5 separate regions of the Mus musculus genome follow, and regions 2, 3, 4 and 5 are each linked to region 1. Evidence: chromatin contacts called from public Hi-C and promoter capture Hi-C data. All regions are on one chromosome and are shown on one strand. The core of a region is the stretch at or near the end of the contact, and the rest is flanking DNA. Distances in the headings are between cores, read along the strand shown. Region 1 holds the start of Polr2h (polymerase (RNA) II (DNA directed) polypeptide H). Region 2 holds the start of Eif4a2 (eukaryotic translation initiation factor 4A2). Region 3 holds the start of Trmt2a (TRM2 tRNA methyltransferase 2A). Region 4 holds the start of Dnajb11 (DnaJ heat shock protein family (Hsp40) member B11). Region 5 holds the start of Tbx1 (T-box 1).

Region 1 (2,813 bases), core at 187-2,686:
CACGTGGAAGGGACGGGCTCTCCCGCGGCTGCAGCGTTGTGCGGGAGGGGCTGGAGATGTGGGGACTCTTGAACTGGGGTAGGGGGCTACTGACAAAAGCTAATTCGGGCTCTCTAAGCCAGACCGGACAGGGGCAGCCTCTGCTTCACACTTTCAGGCGGCTCAGACGCATCTGGGAGGATGCCCGAGAGCCGGCTCCCTCCTTGCCTCCCTTTCTCCTTCCTTTCCTCCGGGTTCCCCCGGGAAGGTGCACCTGGAATGGCTAGGCCTGGAAAGAGGGGCGGAGGTGGAGGTGGGAGGGGACGGGAAGGGGTGAGGCCCGAGGGAAGGGAGCTATTGGTGCGGGGGAGGCCGCTCCTGGGAGGCGGGTGTGTGTGTGTGTGTGGGGGGGGGGGGGAGCAGAGGTCGCTCCTCCCAGGCACCGCTTAAGGGGGAATTTGAGTAGCTGCTGACGCCCTGAGGAAACGGCCTACTGAGGCTCCACATTGTCTTTCGGGGTCCTGGGAAGGACAAGAAGAAGGTGTCGAGGGCACAAAGAGGATGGGCAGCGTTAGGTTGGAGCCACTGGAGAGGACAGTGTCCAGAAATCTGTGGAGAAAGAATAGTACCAGGATGAAGACTCATTCAAGAAACAAGAGGGTGCCCAGCACAGGGGCTGTAATGAGAGGAGGTAGCACCTAGAAAGAAGGTATTGCGAGCTGTCGCCTCCCAGTGAAAGGCGCACTTCAGTGTCCAGAAGAGGGTGGTATAGTGGGGTGACAGGCAGTACCAAGTTCAGTTGGCAGTGTTCTAGGGGATCAGTGTGAGGCTAGTGCCAAGCAGGGCCAAGGGAAGACGGGAGTGGCGAGGAGGTGAAGCCCCAGGGGAGGGCACAATGCGGGCTTTCCTTTCCCCGAGAGTGACATCATGGCAAATTCCCAAACCGGACGCACCCGGCTCCGGTGATGTCTAGCTGGTCCGAGCCAGCTCGCACCAGCTTTGGGGATCTTGGTGACAGTCTGAGGGGCTGGGCACCGGGTCCTGGAGGGCTGGTGCTCTGCGGGCGGGGTTCTGCTCCACCTGCCTGCAGCGCGGACTGTGCCCTCGGCCGGCACGCGGACTTCAGGGAAGGGCTAGGGCCGGGCTTCTCTGGGCCAAGGATCAAGGTTCCTGGCTGGGTTAGGCCCCCAAGCTTTCCACGCTTTGGGATCCACAGTCTGAAGAGGGCGCCGTCGAGCCGGGCGCAGCGCGGTACCCCGTCGGAGGTGGGACTTAATCTGTCCCCGCCTTGGACGGAGTCACCGAGTTTTGAGACTCGCCCACAAGGCCCGAGCACCTCGGAGGTGGCCCTTCCCGGCGGAAGTGAAGAAGCCCCGAGAAGGAGGCAGCGGAAGTGGCTGCGTGACTGCAGCCCGTGCGCACGCGCCCTCGGCCTCGTTGCCGCTTTTGGGGCGGTACTCTGCCCTGTCTTACTTTTCTCCACGTGAGGGGGTGCGCGAATCCCCAGTGGTGGCCGCGCGCTCACATCCTCTGCAGCTTTCGTGCCCTTCGCGATGGCGGGCATCCTGTTCGAGGATATTTTCGATGTGAAAGACATCGACCCAGAAGGCAAGAAATTTGACCGAGGTAAGCGGTGTCGGGGCGGTAGGAGGGAAGTGGCCAACATGCCCACCCACCCCAAGTGGCTGGCCCGCCCCACCCTCTCGGTACCTCCCTCAGGAAACAGTTTTTTTTTTTTTTTCGTGAATGAGAAACTTGAGACAGCTTTTTCTATTATATTTGCGGTGCCTGGTGCCCGGTGGGTGGCCCTTAGCTGGGTGCTGGCATACCCCTGGGAACCTTTCTAACTCCCTACACAGTTATTATGTGCTCTACCGTGCTCTGAACTTTATTCTTGGAAAAAGTAGATGGTGCCTTATCTCTTTTGTTACCCCAGGTCTTGCAGCGAGTTACCTACCTGCCTTCCTAACCAATAATTTTGTATTAGCCTAAGAACAAGTTAGCTCTTTCCGAAGCTCTCTGAATTTCATTCAGTTGACCGCTTGGTGTATTTATTTTCCCAACGATCCGGAAGTTGTTTCTTCTTGGTGTCGCTTAGCCTGGAGGCAAATGTCTTAAGACAGATGTCAGTTTTGAATACATCCCTCAGATTCCCTCAGCAGTGTCTCCTGCTAGAAAGAGGAAGTCTCAGGACCAGTGAGACTCTAGTCTAAATCATCCAGGCGTTTTTAGTTAGAGCCTGGAGACTGGCCACTGCTGGAGGAGCTTTGCCGCTTGCTTGGGACCCTGTCACTTGCTGAGGTTACTGCCTTCTTCCCTCTTGTGAATCTGATTCTGATTGCAGTTGTGGGAGGCTGGTGGGTGTGTGCATGTTAGATGATTTGATCTCTTGCATTTGACCCCAAGCTGGCATCGATAGACTTTGTAATCATGTCTGTCATGCACTCTTCCCCAGTATCCCGGCTGCACTGTGAGAGTGAATCTTTCAAGATGGACCTCATCTTAGATGTAAACATTCAGATTTACCCTGTGGACTTAGGTAAGTATTGAATACGGGCAATGGCAAGAGGATTTTGGTCTTAGGTGTCTACTTCTTTACCCTGATGTTGCTGCTCTATTCAGGTGACAAGTTCCGGTTGGTTATAGCTAGTACTTTGTATGAAGATGGTACCTTGGATGATGGTGAATACAACCCCACAGATGACAGGCCTTCCAGGTGAGGTAGCAGTAAACAAGTGACTAAGATAAGAATATAGTGCAGAGAAAGTATAATATGTAGATTATGGATATACATATGTATAACTATATGTTATAGAAAATTTGATTTCTTGGAT
Region 2 (2,821 bases), core at 228-2,727, 2.4 Mb after region 1:
TGACAGTACTAACCATAACGAAAACATCTGTTAGGCACATGTAGTCTTCCTCAGAAAAACTGAACTTTGTTGAGTTTCTTAGATCAGGAAGTATTATTTATTTTTATTTTTATGGCAACTTTGAAAGAGACTCTACACAGGATGGCCAATCCATTTTGTCACTCACTCACTTGTCCCTTGAGGCAAGGTCTCATTATATAGCCCTTGCTGGCCTGAACCCTCTAAGACTTGCAGGGATCCACGAGCCTCCACTTCCTGAGTGCTAGGGTTAAAAGTCCATGTCACCACACCCGGTCTCTATTTTGTCATCATTTTGTAACAGTTTCTGACACAATAACTTCCAAATAAGTACAGGTTTTATTTTTGAGTAAGGATAGCACATAGGGCTGGCAAGATGATTCAATGCTGGCCTTAGGGCATGCTGACCTAAGTTCCATCCCCAGGACCCACTTGTGGGATCCAAGTAGTAGGAGACGAATCAACTCCTAAGAGTCGTCCGTTGACTTCCACGCGCTGAGGTGCACACTCAATAAATAAACAAATACAATTTAATCTAATTTAATCTTTTTAGAGCCAAATACTTTTCGTAAATTACCAAACTGAGCCTTTTCCTTCTCTGGTTAGTCAGTCTTTGGTCTTCTGAATTAATGAGAAAAATTTTTGAGTGTTCAGGATACTTTCATATTTTAAAATTCAAGGATTAAATATCTTATATTTTTTTGCAAGGGGCTCGAGTTGTGGCTGACTGGAAACGTCTAGGCTTATGCAGCCATGCAAGTTTATTACGAGCAATACGAACTATATTGTCTCAATTTCAGTAAGGCAATATTAGATGATTAAAATCGTTTTTGTTTTTTGTTTTTGTTTTGTTTTACCAGAAGAGACAATCAGCTCTTGAAGTGCTAGGGCTGAGTCTGCCAGAAGCACCCATTTACATTTCTGTGTTACAAAGAATGACAGGTCCTTTGCACAAGTTGGTAGTGATTCTATCAGTCATTTCTCGCACCTGTTAGGTTGAAATTATTAGCATTATTTTTTAAGCCAGAGCTGAAGACGACCGACCAGAAAGAGATGAAAATCGAATCACCACCCTAGGGACATCTGTTAATGATACTACACACTGTGCTTCTCGTCTTACAAAAATAGAACTGCAAACTGGATTTCCTAGGATGTGCTGGGTGGCCGACATTTTCCGTGGCAGGGGTTTCACACGTTCCAGATCTGAATGGATATTAAATGGCTGGGCGAAATGCCAGGTAGCCCTTTCCTGTCACATTAAACAGCAGTGAGAACGGGCGGGGTAACCCTATTCTGTTCCGGCACGGAACGCGGTGGCTCGGACCAAGGGCACGCTGACGCGCAGGTAGCCCGGAGCTGCGTCCTGGAGACGCCGCCCGCCAGCGAACAGCGCCACCGGCTTCCGCCCTAAGCGCCCAGGGCTCCGCCGGCCTCTGCGGCAGGGCCGCGGAAACCCCGTAGGAGCAGGGCGGCCGAGGAGCGCGGCGCGCGGTCGCGCTGCTGCAATATTCTTCCGCCGAAAGCAAAGAGTCCCAGACCCGTTCCCGATTCGTGGATCTCCGGGAACGCTGTAATACCAAGTAATAGTGAAATGTGGATTTTGTCATCGACTCCTGTAGGGCTTCACCTCCGGTAACAAACTCCAGGAGTACAATTTTGTGGCTTCCGAAAGGGGAATAAGGAAATTCCTCCGCGAGAAACGGGTTCCGGCCGCGAGCCTATAAAAAACGGGCGGCGCCGTCCGCCTGTCTTTTCAGTCGGGCGCTGAGTGGGTTTTCGGATCATGTCTGGTGGCTCCGCGGATTACAACAGGTACGGCGCTCCCGGGGCGGCCGGTGGCCTGTAGTCAAGGTCACTAGGACCCGCGTTGAGGTGGGTTGCTTGGCGGCCACACTGCAGGTATGCGGGCTTTTTCTTAGGGCACACACTTCTCCTTGTGCCCTTCGAGAAGCTTCCATGATGGTAAGACTCCAGATGTTGGGGAGACAGGACGGATACAAGAACGGAGTATTAAGGATGCCCTTTCTTAGGACACATTGTGACATCTTGGCTGCTGCCCCTCCCCGTACGGGATATGGCAAGCGGAGCCGTGGCGCAGACTGCTTAGGGGCGGGTAACCGGGACCCGAAGGTTTATTGGCGGCCAGTGGCGCGAGCTGGCGTTCTTAGGGTTCTGTCGAGATGGGAGATTGGACGGCCAGGGGACGATCACCCTGGACCGTGAAACGGAGCGACGGAGCCGTTGGCATGGACCTGCCTGGGCCTTTCGGCGTCAATCACGCCGGCTTGCGCAGAGTTAGGGGCGGAGCTCGGCGCGCGGAGCACTCGCGAGAGCTTCGCTTCCCAAGCGGGAGGGCCTGGTCCTAGGGCACTGAGTAAAGGGGCGTCTATACTTAGGGGTCCAAGTCCCAAGCTGTTGGGGAGGGCGAATGGCGCTTCGCAGCATTGCGGCCGGTTTTGAGGCGTTTTCAGCAGAGCACAGGGGCGCGGAGGGGAATGAGGTACGGGGTGGAAGGGCCCTTTAAGGGTCTCTGCGTGGCTTGGAAGCAGTATGTCTAACTGCAGTGTTGTTGTCAGCAGAGAACATGGCGGCCCAGAGGGAATGGACCCCGATGGTGTCATCGAGGTAAGGAGTGGGTGTGGACGTTAAAGGTTTGGAAAGGTACATTTTTTTTTCATGTCTTATTCATAGTTTCATTATTAACTTACAGAGCAACTGGAATGAAATTGTTGATAACTTTGATGATATGAATTTAAAGGAGTCCCTTCTTCGAGGCATCTATGCATATGGTTTTGAGAAGCCT
Region 3 (2,700 bases), core at 78-2,577, 2.5 Mb before region 1:
TCATCTGATTGTATTTACAACCAGCATCACAAAAAAAAAAAAAAAAATCACAGGATATCATGAAACAAGACTGTGTATTTTGACACTCCTACACACTCAAACATCAATGGGTTACACACACCCAAGTCCTTGGCAAAGTAGCTTGGGAGAAACTTCCTCTTCTGTTAAAAAAAAAAATACCCACCATGAAAAAGAACATGATATACTCAAAAGGAAGAGCAGCCGTAACAGTTTTTACTGAGGGTTATCCAAGCACTTGTTAGTTTACAATCCCTCCAGCAATAATACCCAAGCTTGAAATTTTAAGCCGAAAGAAGCTAGGAAAAGTATGACAAATAAGCTCTAAGATTCTGACTCAACTTGGAGAATTACAAGGACATGCATGTTTAAATCTGACAAGATCACGTGCTTTGATAATATAGAGAAATCCCAGACTCACTACCTAACTCAACAGGATAAAGAAACAGAAACCTTTCGTTCGGTTTCTCAGCACTGCGGCTAAGCTGCGGCCGACACACGAGCCACCAACAAAGCCGCCCCCGCCCAGAGTCCGCGCGTCTAATATCTGTACCCTGCGCTGGGACGCGAGCTTTCCCCACCGAAGGCGCAATGTCCTAATGAATGAAGGGGTCTGCGTGCAACTGGAAGGAGGATTGCCGCCCCTAATGGGAAGATCACAAGTGGGCCACGACGGAGGAGATCGGCCACCTCCAGGTCCCCAGGTGAAGCCGGGAGCCCAGTTTGGGCATGGCTGTTCATCCGCAGACCACAAGGTCACGCGCCGCCCTGTAGACCCCGAGATCGGAGTCTTGGCCAGCAGCTCCCACTCGCGGACCCCCAAAGACCTCGAGCACCCCAGGCCCAGGCGCCTCGACAGGCCCCGAACCCGCAAGCCAGCGAGGGTTGGAGGCCGAGGCGCGGGCCGCCCACGTGGCCGCCCATAGCGGCCCTTGCCTCTCCGGCTGCCCTGCCCCACCCGGGCCTCGCTGTACCTTGGCGGCCGCCATGGGGGCGCGGCGACGGTGGCTCGACTAGCTCAGGCGTCGCTGGCTCGGCGGCCTCTGGGCGGCTAGTCGCAGCTCCTTTCCTCCGCGTCTGGCGCCGGCGCTCCCGCCCGTCCGCTCTTCCCTCCGCCCCCCGACCCGAACCCTGACCCCTGACCCCAGCGGCGGGAAACGCGCAGTGATTCAAAACCAGTGTAGCTTTATTGGCTCCGACAGCGGACATTCATTGTCCGGCCCGCCCCGCGCTTCCCGCCAAAACGCCCGCGGCGCATGCCCGGCCGCGCCTCAGCCCGGGGAGCGCGCTCTCCCGGCGACCCACGCGCGCACTTCCGCCTGCAGGCTGAGTGCCTCCGACGCTGGCGTGAGCGGCTGCTGGAAGGATCAGTCGGGACTCGGCGCGCGGCGGTGACGTCATCGGAACCAAGCCCTTAGAGAGAGGAGACGCAGCTAGTGTGCGCTGGCCAGCCGAAGGCAGGCGCAGCGTGTGGCCCTTGGGGACAGTGCATCCGCAAACCTCAGTCCCAGCTCTGAGCACCCGAGTTTTGAGTCCCTGTGTGGAGCTGCGGTCTACCTTCACGGCGGCGTACCTCGTATCTGCGCCCTTGTTGGGTGGGAGGCCGAGCCGGTGGTCCTCGTGAGCACCCTGGTCCGGGCAACAGACGAGCCAGGAGATGAGTGAGCCGGCCGCGGAAGTAAAGCAAAGGGAGACGTGCAGGAGATGTGGACGGGGTGGGCGGAGGTGGGTTGGGGCAGCAGTCATTACTGTCGGATCAAAGATAGGATGGGGGAGAATTGGGTCTCGAGAGTAAAAGAACGGGTTTCTCCAGGGCTTCGTGGAGTGTGCACTAATGGAGATCTGTCAGCGGTTTGGGGGAGCGAGTCATACCAATTAGAGCCTTCAGCCAGGCCCGTCTGTTCCCACGTAGGTTCCGGAGCCCATGGAGGACTGCGGCCAGGATGCCAGTGCTGTACCCAGCTCTGCGGCCCCACTATGTCAAAAAGAGGAAGCAGGGCCTGGGCCAGCTGCAGGGCCTGGAACGCAGCCTGGGCTCTACAGCTACATAAGGGATGACTTGTTCACATCAGAAATCTTTAAACTGGAGCTCCAAAATGTACCTCGCCACGCCAGCTTCAGTGACGTCCGGCGTTTTCTAGGCCGTTTTGGTCTACAGTCCCACAAAATCAAACTCTTTGGACAGCCACCATGTGCCTTTGTAACATTCCGAAGCGCTGCTGAACGAGACAAGGCCTTGCGAGTGCTGCACGGTGCTCTCTGGAAAGGCTGTCCGCTCAGCGTACGCCTGGCCCGACCCAAGGCTGACCCCATGGCTAGGAAGAGGCGGCAAGAAGGTGATAGTGAGCCATCAGTAACACAAATTGCCGATGTGGTGACCCCTCTGTGGACAGTGCCCTACACTGAGCAGCTGGAGCAGAAGCGACTGGAATGTGAGCGGGTGCTACAGAAACTGGCCAAGTGAGTGTGGTGCTGACATCCCAAGCAGAGCTGGGTTTTGCTCTTGGCCTGGTCCATTAGCCATGTAAGCAATTCAAGATACACACAGAGTTTATGTCAATGGTTCTGTACCATTGGTGGGAACCAGTGGGTCACCAGACTTTCAGAGGGGTTGCCTAAGACCATCAGAAAACACATTTACATCATGATTCACAACATTAGCAGATTACAACTACAAAATTA
Region 4 (2,700 bases), core at 121-2,620, 2.1 Mb after region 1:
GTTTGACTATACAAGAAAGTACCATATACAATGACTATACACAATGAAACATTTTTAAAAGGAAGGGAGTTGATTATTCTGGAACATGCTACGATATTTAATAGGTGAGGATATATATCATTAAATTAGACAGCTTTGTAAGTTACCATAGACTTGGCCTTTTACTTTGAGTGCAATGAAAAGCCACTAAAGGTTTTAAGCAGGAGAGGATGATTTGACATAGTTTTTAAAAAGCGGGAGTGCGCTGGGGATAGTTCAGTCCATAAAGCTTGCCACTTACTTGCCATACAAACAGGGGGTCTTGAATTCCGCCCATTGTAGCAACTGCAACAACAACGTCCTGGATTCCCAGCACTCAAGAGACAGAGACGGTTCTCGAGCTCCTGGGTCCACCAGCCTAGTCTAATCTGTGATCTCCAGGTTCCCTAGTGCGCTCCCGAGTGCACACAATCATAGGGTGGAGAGCAGAGGAACTTTAAAATAGTGTATCAAGATATGAAGTTTGGAGGCAGGGAGATCGGTTATGAGACCTTTGCAAGCAGGAGATAATTATGACTCAGAGGTGGAGCTATAGTGGACAAGCACACATTACGGTTCACTGATAAAAATCTGAATAGGTTATGCAGGAAGCTAAGCTGAGAAGCTGTCCTAAACAACTAGTTGTCTGAGGTAAACAAAACTGGAGAAAAGAGCAACCGATGAACAAGCTCTAGTGCCTTTTATTGATTGCATGCTTGCTGTGTGCAATTCTGCTAGGAAACTTGCAGGAAAAAAAAAAGTTTAATTAATTCCCAACACTGCCAGAGAACGCTTTGCCTTAGTTCTGTAGAAAACAGGTTCGAAAGTGGGGTGGAGATGGGGCTGCCTCACCGCTACGGAGTGCTGGAAGCCGAATCTTAACTTAAGTCGGTCTCTATGGCGGCGTCTCTACAAGGTACCAGGTCCCTCTTTTCCACGGTAGCGAGACTGTAATAAGTTAGTACTGGGAGAGCCTATCCCCAGGCAAGACGCCCCACGTACTTTGACACCTCCTGGGGTTGCACTTCGGTGAGCGCTCGCAAGTCACGTGTGCACATGGCGTAGCTTCCAGACTGGTAGTAAGACCTCTCTCAAGCAATTGGTCGGAATCGGGAAGGAGCCTCGCGATTGGTGGACATTCGGGTTTCCTACAGCAGCGCGCTCTTTCTCGGCTCCTAACTCTCTCCGGTTCTCAGCCGCTTCCGGGCGGCGCGAACCTCTGACGTTTTCTCTTCCCATTGGCCGGCGGACACGACGGCTGTTCTGCTGTCTGATTGGCTTCCCGCGCCGCCTCGGAGGTGAAGTGTACCGCGCTGATTGGCTGCGGAGTGGCGGCCGCGTGTGATGTCCCCGGCGGCGATTGGCCCACGCCTGGCTGCTCGCCGGCTCTGGGGCTCCCGGAAGGTGGCAGCTGAGGAAGGGGCGCGCTACCTGTCTCCGCGGCCGGGCAAGAGAGAGACCCCGGCGTGAGGCGGCCTCCCTGGGCCGGAAGGGCTGGTCAGCCGACGCAGCGGCACCGGAGGCTGAGAGGGTAGGACCAGGGGACGCCATGGCCCCGCAGAACCTGAGCACCTTCTGCCTGTTGCTGCTGTACCTCATCGGGACTGTGATCGCCGGGTGAGGAAGGGGGCTCCCGCGCGTGCAGCAAGAGGCCGAGGGGCGGCCCTTGCTGAGAAGGACGCGGGTGACATCGAGGAGTGAGGGAGGGGCACTGCCGGGTCGAGGGACAAGGGGGTAGTGTGGGCCAGGCTGGCGGTGCAGGGCCAGGTTTCCCCCAGGAAGAGCGGGGGTTGGTTGCAGAGCCAAATACCACGTTTGGGGATTGGAGGGAGTTAAGTGGCTGTGAGCAGAAGAAGGGAGGCGGACGTCTGAGGGATGAGGCTCTTGATGGAAATGAAGGAAGCGAGTGTCAAGCTGGGGTTGAGATTATAGATACGTCCTTGACGTCTGAGTTCCAGAGTGGGACTGTGGGTTACCCAGTTTGCAACAAGCCTCCAAAAGGCTGACACTAAAGTGGGTGGGCCATGATGCCATGTCAAATGAGGAGAGCAAGAAAGGAAGCCAAGCTCAGACTGAAGAAAGTTGGCTTGAGAGAGCAGCAAGACACTTTAGAGAGACCTTGTACTTCCCACCTTCTTGGGCTAACGAACCTGAACTGTCTTCTTGCCTCGCTGCCTCTCACCATGGTTCCTTCCTGAGCTGGATGGTCTGAGTGACAACAGTTCTCTAACAGGCGATAAAAACTGGGATTCTAGTCTCATGCCACTCTTAGGAATCCTACAAGCTTGAAGGAACTGTGTCAAGTTCCTGAAATCAGGGATAACTGTGCCAACTTTCAGGGAGAAAGAGCAGGCTTAAAGTTTCTCCCAGCATTTAAATGCATGCACGACCCTATAGATGTGGTGACTTAGGATATGGTATGTTGGACTTGTGTTCTAGAATGCCTTCACCCTCAATCCCTTCTTTGGGCTGATGAAAATAGGTGGGTCAGAACTCAAGGTCATTTTCAGCTATCGACTGAGTTCCAGATTTGCCTGGCCTATATCACATGCTATTTCAAATATATACATAACTGCAAAAATAAAAACACACCAAAAGCTCATAGATGTCAGATTTTGACAATTTATAGGTTGTTCATAATGGGAAACTCACTGCTTAGCATAGCTTTTAAAGTTATTTTCT
Region 5 (2,753 bases), core at 121-2,620, 2.1 Mb before region 1:
CCCCCCAAGTCACACGGACACCCCAGCACTCCAGCCTTCAACTCTCAAGACCTGGCCAGAGCCTCCCCAAGAACCTGTTTGCAAAAGGCTCAGCGTATGTTTTCCTATTTCCTCCCTCTCCTCTAAATCCCTCCAGTGACATTCACGGCCCTCGTTTGCCTGCCCGGACCAGAAGGCCAAGCCGCTGTTGTCTTCAGGAGGCTGTGTTGGGTGGTATGGACAGCTAAAGAGCCTGGAGAAAATCCACAGAGCAGCAGCTAAGGACAGGCCTAAGTTCCCCAGGGAGGGCTGCACAGCAGGGAAACAGAAACCTCGAGAAGGCTTTGCAAACAGGCCCTGAGCCTCCTTGGCCACGGAGCTGGTGTGTACATTAGACACAACCCAGCACCCGCCTTTGTCTACTGGTCAAATCGGGAGCATCTGCAATTGTTCCTTTTTCCCTCTCGGCCCTGAAAACAAATAACCAGGCACTGGCACGGATACCCTGCCAGGCTTGTGAAGAACCGGGCCCACAAGCGGCCAAAATTGAGGCCCAGGAAAACCAGGTCTCGAGTTCCCGGAAAATGAGCGCAATGGCTTTTAAGGGTCTTAACTCTTTCCTAAAATTATCCATACACCTAGGGGATGTTTGCTCTTTGGATTGCCCTACATACTGAACGAAACCCACGCGGGAGTTTCCTAGGTGGCAGCTGCCTAACCGCCGCAGTCGGGCGCACATTCGGCCCAAAGATTTCCCTCGAATTCGAAGAGTCCCAGGACTCGCGGTTGGCGCTCCGCGGGTTGTCGCTGGAGCCGGGTCAGCAGAGAGGCCAGAAGGACTCGCAGGTGGCCCCGCTGCACCTTCATCCGCTTTTCAGCCGGGCTCCTGCGCATCCCTGACACGCAGTCAGAGGCACAGAACGCACGTGGACAGGGGCGCGGGGAAGGGGCGCCTGACCTGCCTGCCTTGGTGACGATCATCTCGGTGCCCAGCTGATTGAACTCGTCCCACAGCGCCTTCATCTCCAGCTGCACGCTCACGCTGGCCACCTTCGGGTTCTTCTTCACCGGAGCCTTGACCGCAGCCGCGCGGCTAGCCCCCGGACCCTCGGACTCCGCCGCCGAGCTGCCAGCCGCCCCGGGGGCGGGCGCGAAAGGATAGGCGCGCGGCGGCGGCGGGCCCGGGGCACCGGGGACTGCAGCGCACGGATCGTAGCGCGGTGGCGGCGGCTCGCGAGGGCCGAACGGGTCGGCGCCAGGCGACGGGGATCCCAGGCCGCTCAGACTGCTGGCTGCGAAGGCTGCAACGTCGCAGAAGTGCGAGAGCTGCGTGAGCCACGGACTAGACACGGCGGAGATCATGACCCGAAGGCCACCCGCCGCTGATCAGAGCGCCGTCCCGCGCGGCGGGCCGAGTGGCGGGCGCTGCGCCGCACGCGCCCCGGGCCGCACCGCCCCACCCCGCGGGCCGGCCCCGCGGAGCCGCCCCGCCCCGCCCCGCCCCGCCGAGACAATAGCCCGTGCCCCTCCCCCCGCCCCTCCCCCGCCGAGGCTCCGCGGGCCCGGGCCCCCCGACCGCTCCGACCGGCTCCGGGGACGACGGGCCGGTGCGCGGCCCTCCCCGCCGCCAGCGCGCTCTGGCTTTTCTTCTGTGCCAGACGCTCCCCAAGTTCTTCTTCCTCTACCTTTTGTGTCCCTGGTTTCAACTTCTCACATTCTGTCTCCTTTCTCTCGCTCCAGCTTCTTCTTAAACCCCCTGCCTCTCTCTTTTCTCGGTGTCACTCTCTCCAATTTCAAATTTTCATGTCTTCCCTTCCGTCTAACTTCTTCCTCTTATTTTTGTGTGTTCTCTACTATTCGTCTTTGCCCTTTCAATCGTAAATGAATCTTCAGCCTTTCTCTTGTTCTTTAATGAAGTTACATTTCTGTCTCAAGCTATCCTATCCTTCATTTTCTCTTTCGTTATCTTTATTTCCTTTGCGTGTATCTGCCTTTCTCACCTTTGTCATATTTTCTGTTTTCTCCTTTTTTTTCCCCTCTTGGCTGCTCTCATTGATTTGTATTTTTGGTTTTTGTTGTTGTTGTTGTTGTTTGTTTGTTTGTTTTTGTTCCCCCGCCCCCTCCTTTTACTGCGTTCCCTGACTCTTCTCTAACCATCTTTGCTTCTTCCAGCTCAAAGGCGCCCCTTCTTCAGACTTCAGAAGACTGCTCAATCCCAGAAGTTGGAGTCCTAGGATGGTGGGTGGACTGACTTTGGGGAATGCCGCCCTTTCTTCCTGTCCCAGAGTCCCAGCTTCAAGGTTGGAGCCCACCCGGCCTAGAGCTCCTTCCCACCCGCTGGGCCGCAGGGCCTCACAGCAGGGGACTGGCGGGCGGCCTGACAGTATAGACGCGGACAGAAGGGCTCACCTTCCATGTCCCTGGTGACTGTGCTGAAGTGCATCCCGGCTGGGGATCCTGGTAGCCGGCGAAGTTTCGCCCGGTCCGAGGGCCTGGGGCCCCGGTGGGCGGTGCCCTCCGAGGCCTCGGCTGCAACAAGAGAGGCGATGCTGAACGCGCTGGCCCGGGCAGACAGCGGGCTCCGCGCGTCCATAGGCGCCCGGGCCTGACCGGCGCCGCCTCCGACTGCGTACGCCCAGCCGCACCGCGCCCAGCCCAGCGCAGGGGGCCCGGGGGCGGGGGCCTGTGGTGCCACTCACAGCCGCCGGTCCAGGGCCCAAGGGATTATGGCGTCATGAGACCCCCCCCATTTTCAGCCAATATTAGCCCAGGAG

Evidence for each region. Promoter capture Hi-C pulls out the DNA fragments that hold promoters and counts their contacts. Hi-C and Micro-C count contacts between places; a contact is called where the count stands out from the background.
Region 2: a contact with region 1 is called in a Hi-C map of uterus, with 5 times the contacts expected there. The contact joins the promoter of Eif4a2 here to the promoter of Polr2h in region 1. A contact is called at or near these places in 4 of 39 promoter capture datasets (the 3T3-L1 cell line, the HPC-7 cell line, hematopoietic stem and progenitor cells and 1 more), 1 of 484 Hi-C or Micro-C datasets (uterus) and 1 of 9 other capture datasets (adipose tissue).
Region 3: a promoter capture Hi-C map of liver shows a contact between it and region 1, with 8 times the contacts expected there. The contact joins the promoter of Trmt2a here to the promoter of Polr2h in region 1. A contact is called at or near these places in 8 of 39 promoter capture datasets (the C10 cell line, cranial neural crest, embryonic stem cells and 4 more), 1 of 115 datasets of contacts at active chromatin or transcription factors (astrocytes) and 2 of 9 other capture datasets (adipose tissue and liver).
Region 4: a promoter capture Hi-C map of liver shows a contact between it and region 1, with 8 times the contacts expected there. The contact joins the promoter of Dnajb11 here to the promoter of Polr2h in region 1. A contact is called at or near these places in 4 of 39 promoter capture datasets (erythroid cells, liver and pre-B cells) and 1 of 9 other capture datasets (adipose tissue).
Region 5: a contact with region 1 is called in a promoter capture Hi-C map of hippocampal neurons, with 5 times the contacts expected there. The contact joins the promoter of Tbx1 here to the promoter of Polr2h in region 1. A contact is called at or near these places in 2 of 39 promoter capture datasets (cranial neural crest and hippocampal neurons) and 1 of 9 other capture datasets (adipose tissue).

The regions. Positions count from the first base shown.
Region 1 is chr16:20,716,390-20,719,202 of GRCm38.p6, forward strand. Polr2h (polymerase (RNA) II (DNA directed) polypeptide H) reads left to right here and starts at 1,437. Exons shown (of 5, transcript NM_145632.2): 1 at 1,437-1,605; 2 at 2,435-2,518; 3 at 2,602-2,695. The coding sequence starts at 1,533. It overlaps Clcn2 (chloride channel, voltage-sensitive 2), which reads right to left and starts at 247. Exons shown (of 24, transcript NM_009900.2): 1 at 1-247.
Region 2 is chr16:23,105,991-23,108,811 of GRCm38.p6, forward strand. It overlaps Eif4a2 (eukaryotic translation initiation factor 4A2), which reads left to right and starts at 1,478. Exons shown (of 11, transcript NM_013506.3): 1 at 1,478-1,830; 2 at 2,598-2,643; 3 at 2,729-2,821. The coding sequence starts at 1,802.
Region 3 is chr16:18,247,556-18,250,255 of GRCm38.p6, forward strand. It overlaps Trmt2a (TRM2 tRNA methyltransferase 2A), which reads left to right and starts at 1,328. Exons shown (of 12, transcript NM_001080999.2): 1 at 1,328-1,696; 2 at 1,931-2,478. The coding sequence starts at 1,676. Ranbp1 (RAN binding protein 1) reads right to left here and starts at 1,139. Exons shown (of 6, transcript NM_011239.2): 1 at 993-1,139. The coding sequence starts at 1,007.
Region 4 is chr16:22,856,475-22,859,174 of GRCm38.p6, forward strand. It overlaps Dnajb11 (DnaJ heat shock protein family (Hsp40) member B11), which reads left to right and starts at 1,371. Exons shown (of 10, transcript NM_001190804.1): 1 at 1,371-1,635. The coding sequence starts at 1,568. It overlaps Tbccd1 (TBCC domain containing 1), which reads right to left and starts at 1,195. Exons shown (of 8, transcript NM_001081368.2): 1 at 871-1,195.
Region 5 is chr16:18,585,599-18,588,351 of GRCm38.p6, forward strand. It overlaps Tbx1 (T-box 1), which reads right to left and starts at 1,371. Exons shown (of 7, transcript NM_011532.2): 1 at 938-1,371. The coding sequence starts at 1,341.